Regions from separate parts of the Nothobranchius furzeri genome. Here region 1 is linked to region 2. Evidence: chromatin contacts called from public Micro-C data. All regions are on one chromosome and are shown on one strand. The core of a region is the stretch at or near the end of the contact, and the rest is flanking DNA. Distances in the headings are between cores, read along the strand shown.

Region 1 (2,700 bases), core at 82-2,581, 45 kb before region 2:
CCAAAGGCTCTGGATATGATTATATCAAACAGAAGCAACCTCCACCCAGAAGCTAACACAAAACAAAAGCTAATTCAAAAAATCCTCTAATTAGTTTAAAAGCAAACAGGAAAGATCTATTCCTCCTATTGTGAGTCGGACGCTTTGATTAAATCCCAGATTCATGCGACTGTGGCTCTGTTCCTATCAAACACGTACCAGGCTGTTCTCCTTCCAGGCTTCAGGGAATTTGGGCCGCTGCTTCTCCCGGGACACCAGGACCTGCATGTCCTCAAACGTCGGGTGGTTTCCTGCCTCGACCTGAAAGGCCATCTGGTAATCTGGCACCGACTCTCCTACAGACCAATGGAGACAGGGCGGATCAGATTTTAGACACAGATCACACATATGAGGCTTGTTCTGAATGGAACACCCTTAAAGACGTAGCCCATAGGGCACTCTCCTCACCAGGGAACAGATCGGTACATCTCATGAAGATTTCCCAGTAGACCAGGCCCAGAGCGTACATGTCCACCTGCTTAAGTGCTGCCTCACAGTCCCTCAGGTTCACCGCACCTTCCAGAACCTCCGGAGCCATGTAGCGGACCGTCCCCGCCTGCAGAGGAGAGAAGAAAAGATGAAACAAAGGTAAATGACTGAACGTTCGGGGCTACAAGTGATGAGAGATCCTAAAATCCCTGATGCGGTGCAGTCCTTTCTCCTCACCTCGCTAATAGCAGCGTTGTCCTCCTCCCCGTGACGCGTGGGACGATTCCCTGTCAGTTTCATGGACAGGCCAAAGTCGATGATGGCAGAGGTGCCATCGGCCTTGACCAGAATGTTCCTGCTGTTCAGGTCTCTGTGGGACACGGCAGGCTTGTACAAGTCTAAAAAAACAAAGAGGAGATGATTGTGTAGGTGTGTGACCAGCAGGGGGCGCAGCGAGGCAGCAGGAGGTTGACACAGTCACCAGGGAGATGTGATGTGCAGGAGTGGGGGAGAAGACTACCATACCAAAGCCCCAGAGATCCTGCAGATTTCTTTAAGACAGTCCTTCCTCTTATCTACTCATCACTTCACCTCCCAGAGTCACTTTTTAGCTACACATGGCACTGATTTGAGCTCTCTCTCCTCTCTTTTCACTGCATAGTCTGCCTGACGACTATCTGTGCTAATGAGGAGAGAGAACAGGAACATCTGACGACCATTTGTTGACAGATGACGGAAACAGCAGAGTCCTGACCTCTCAGAGTGAAGTTACCTTTTATTTACCTCTGTAGCATGTTCCTTTCTCTGCTTCCTCTCTGTGGCTCGCTCGAGGGAAGGCTAAAAATACCCTCGGCTGGGCGTGCACTGACTGTTTGTCAAAACACAAACTCTACAAGACAAACAGACCCGAGTGGCGCTGCATGTACAGCTCACGTGGAGGCTCGCTCTGGACTCTACTGTTTAAATGTTTCCGGACACAAAAACTTAGTTTTCAGGTGTCGAGTGTTAAAATGAAGAACATTAACACATCAGGTCAACTGTACACCAAACCTCAAACCAACGCAAGTCAAGAGAACAGATCTCAACCACATATATGACTGACAAAGTCACAAAGACGAAGAGTTGCTGAATCATCACGGACTCACAGTTTCTCTGCTTTTGTTAAACAATAATAAACTTCATCTATAGTCTTTTACTGCCGGAGACACTAAATCAGGAGGAAAACAAGTAGAAACAACTGCAATATCTTTGTGAGCAAGAGGAAGACGGGTGGATCAAATCACTCTTGCTGACATCTTATTTTGACCATTTGCTCTCTGCAAATAAACAACCTAAAGACAATATTTTCATTTCAAATGTAAACAAAAATGTTCAATTCACCCCAACAGACAGAACAGTTCATTTTGCAAAAAAGAGCATTGAGAATCATTAATAACAGTAACTATAGAGATCACACTAATAAATTATTCATTAGATACAAAATACTGAAATTTCCTGACTTGGTAGAGTGGAAAATATCGCAAATAATGTACAGAGCGAATACGAGTAATCTACCAACTAATATTCAGAAAATGTTTCATAAGAGAGTAAGTGGGTACATGTTAAAAGGAACTGATGTCTTTAAGAAACCTAGATTCAGAACCAAAGTGAGGGAATGTAACATTTCTGTAAATGGTGTAAGGTTGTGGAATACCATTAACAAGGAATTTAAAGAATCAACTACACTTGCTACATTTAAAAAATGTATAAAATCTAATGTATTTAGTAATTATGAAAAGGTGAATTATAATGTCAAAGATTAGACGTGAAAATATTAGAAAGTGACTGAGGTTATACTGTGTTTGTTTGGCGGATAATTTTATTTTGTAAAAAGGGGCAGAAATCATAAGATTTTTTTCTTCTATCTGCTCCTTTTCATTCAAATGTTTTTTTTTCAATATGTTAATGTATGTTGTATTTGTTTGTGTTTATTTTATACATTGTGAATGAAATAAAAGATTTAAAAAAAGATGCTGTAAAATCATAACCATTGAAAATGTAAGTCTGTATGTGTGCATGTATGTGTTTGGGTCATGAGACCAATTTCAAACAGTGTGATATTTGTGTAAAATTTCTTGTTTAAATTTAATCAGAAAGTGTCTTAATTATGTACACAAAGTGATCAACAATCTTAGCTGAAGTAGTTTTCTCATCTTTGACTCACAAAAACTAAACTGAGAAGTGTCTGACAGG
Region 2 (2,700 bases), core at 115-2,614:
CTATGGATGTGCCTGACTTTAAATTGGCTGTACATACAGATATATATATATATATATATATATATATATATATATATATATATATATATACACACACATATATGCACATACATAATATATATATTTCCATTTATTATGTAATATATTAATTTATTATACATATTTATTATATACATATATATTTAAATGAACTGTTATGATATTGTTTATTTTTTGTTGCCTTGGAACATCAAAACTACTCTGTAACTGTCCTGTGTTAGCTTGTTAATATCCGATTTTGATCATGTTTCCACAGAAACCCAATTCAGAATCTCTCTACACCACTAAGTGATGATCATTTAGACATATTTATGTCTTAAGAGTCAAACATTAAGTGTTAATCTAAAATTCACTTCCTACACCCCCACACTAAAAACCTCTGTGATAGCTGTGGTCAAAGTGTTCATCTAGATCTCAGTCCAACCACACTAACGTGTCCTTGGGCAAAATCAGAAGCCCACTGCTGTGCCATGCACTGCCACGCTTGTATGACTTAACGGCTGAATGAAAAACAGTGGACTTGTTTACCCTCCTGCACACAAACCTTAACACAGCAGTGCAGGTCTGTATGGAAGAGAGACTGTAATGCACCGATTCTGGTTTAGAGGGGTCATTTTCTGATAACAACTGTATGGATGGGGAAATCTCATAGCGCGCGCGCACGCACACGCACACGCACACACACACACACACACACACACACACACACACGAGATAGGGCCAGTCTACCAGCCATCTCCTGCACTGGGATCACCTAAATCTCATCTTCCCACACATTCCAGTGCTCCTCCATCCCTGAGCTGCTCTGCTGAAATCTTATCAGGCTCAAGGTCTCAGAAGCCTGGCCTCGGGCCCAGAAGCCTCCAGCACCCAGGGCACGGGCTGGAGGGCTGCTGTTTGGGCGGATGGCTTTTCCCAAGCTTTGGTACACGGCATAATTCAAAGGGATTTGAAACAGACGCATAACAAGGTGGGAAAACAACCAGAAGAAACGACTAAATACAAGCACTGACAAACACTAAATCCACTCACCAGCAACTGCAGTCAGGAGGATGGTCAGGCAGAACAAGAACTTAGCTAGAGTTTGGCTCACAGCCATGACTTTTGGCTTCTCTCCGACTCTTCCTTTGACTTCTTTTGGTCCTTTATTTTTGTTGAGCCTCTGCTGTTCCCCTCACACCAGCTCAATAACCGCTCCGGCAGCAGCAGACATGGAATGGAGATGGAGATGACCGATAATGACAGACAGCAGGAGTCCGTTACTCCTGCTTCGAGCTCCGGCTTGGAGCGGACAGACAAGCCGAGCAGCTACCTCGCCTGGCGGACCTGCCATCTGGAACTCTCCCCCAAACAACCTCCATTACTGCCAGCTAGCATGCTAGCCGCCTCGGGCGACTGTCTGGCGGGATAAAACTTGGGAAAAAGCAGGCAAATGTCGCTTAAAAGCCCAAACCGAGCCAAAACATTTAAATATCTATGGTTCCCAGTGATAATGTCCACCTTTTCGGCCCCGTGAACTGGAATTTAGAAAACAGGAGCTTAGCCGACTGGTTCGAGTTGGTGAGCGACGCTAGCAACAAAGCTAGCCAGTTACTTCTGCTCGTCCTGTCTCATCTCTAGCTCGCTGTTACCAGGAGGAAGAATTAAGTCTCCCCGTCTAGAGAGGGCTATGCTAGCGAGCGATGCACGGAGATCGTGCCCCCGGCTTTAGCTGAGAGACGGGGAACAGAGGTGCTGGCCGGGTATCATCAATCGGTCTGTTGGAGGCGGCTGGGAACGCCTCGTTTACGGGCTTGTCTGGACCACCAGTCTCCGGTATCAAGTTGCTGTGGACGGTCCCACGCAGCCAGGAAGGGCGGTGCAGCGCCGCGGTGCCGCAGACGGCAGACACAACACCGTGCTGCGTTCAGGGTCTTCGCGGAATTCTCAAGTTTGTTGTTTACTATGTTTGAGGAGTGTTTTAAAATGTTAAGAAAAAATGGTCCAAAAATCTTGTAGACCGTACTATGCAGTGGCGCCTATAGAAAATGTATGGACCGGGAGTGGGGCAGTGTAAATTTAGGAGTGGCACACCAAATTGGTTCTTGTGGTAATTCTGATTTTAACGTGTAACTGTGTGTTACATCGCACCTACATTCTTTTTCTTTAAAGATCATTCTTCTATCAGCTAAGTTTAAATCTTTTTATTTTACTAAATTTACCAAATAACACAAATAAATCTCAAACACATACTGCTTACTAAGTGTCTTTTAAAGGTGCAGTATGTAAGAACGTTGAGAGAATTTCACAGAGAAAAAAAATCCCCAAAAAGTCTAAGGAAGGAAGGTTATTCTGAAACATATATCATATCCAGCTGGCTGTGGGGATTGTCAGTTTTTCTTCTTTCAAAACAAAGTAAAGACGGACATAACTACTGTTTACCATCAGTGAGTGTGTGGTTGTCGTGTCTCCTGCGAGATAATTCTGCAGTGCCAACTATTGTAATTTGAATCTACCCTTTTCCGATTTAACCCCTATTTTTAACTCCTTGTCCAAAATCTTCCACAGTTTTCCTCCATGCGCTGAGAAATACATTTGCTTTAAGGTCAGCTCAAAAAAAATTTCAGGGAACATTTTATTAATGGCTGCTAACGTTTGGTACGTTCCCTCAACATTAGCTTC

The links. A called contact is a pair of places that touch in the nucleus more often than the background predicts.
Region 1: a contact with region 2 is called in a Micro-C map of tail fin, with 10 times the contacts expected there. The contact joins the enhancer-like site here to the promoter of bmpr2b in region 2. A contact is called at or near these places in 2 of 2 Hi-C or Micro-C datasets (skeletal muscle and tail fin).

What each region holds. Positions count from the first base shown.
Region 1 is chr2:74,244,987-74,247,686 of NfurGRZ-RIMD1, reverse strand. It overlaps bmpr2b (bone morphogenetic protein receptor, type II b (serine/threonine kinase)), which reads right to left. Exons shown (of 13, transcript XM_070547938.1): 8 at 706-866; 9 at 448-595; 10 at 199-335. Among protein-coding and RNA genes, the nearest start is that of fam117ba, 10 kb to the left of the region's middle. Within about 2 kb of position 1,331, at least 1 of the 3 cell types and tissues checked has an H3K27ac peak or open chromatin away from gene starts, as enhancers often do. A contact at or near this core is called in tail fin, where this site is marked.
Region 2 is chr2:74,199,834-74,202,533 of NfurGRZ-RIMD1, reverse strand. It overlaps bmpr2b (bone morphogenetic protein receptor, type II b (serine/threonine kinase)), which reads right to left and starts at 1,364. Exons shown (of 13, transcript XM_070547938.1): 1 at 1,072-1,364. The coding sequence starts at 1,138.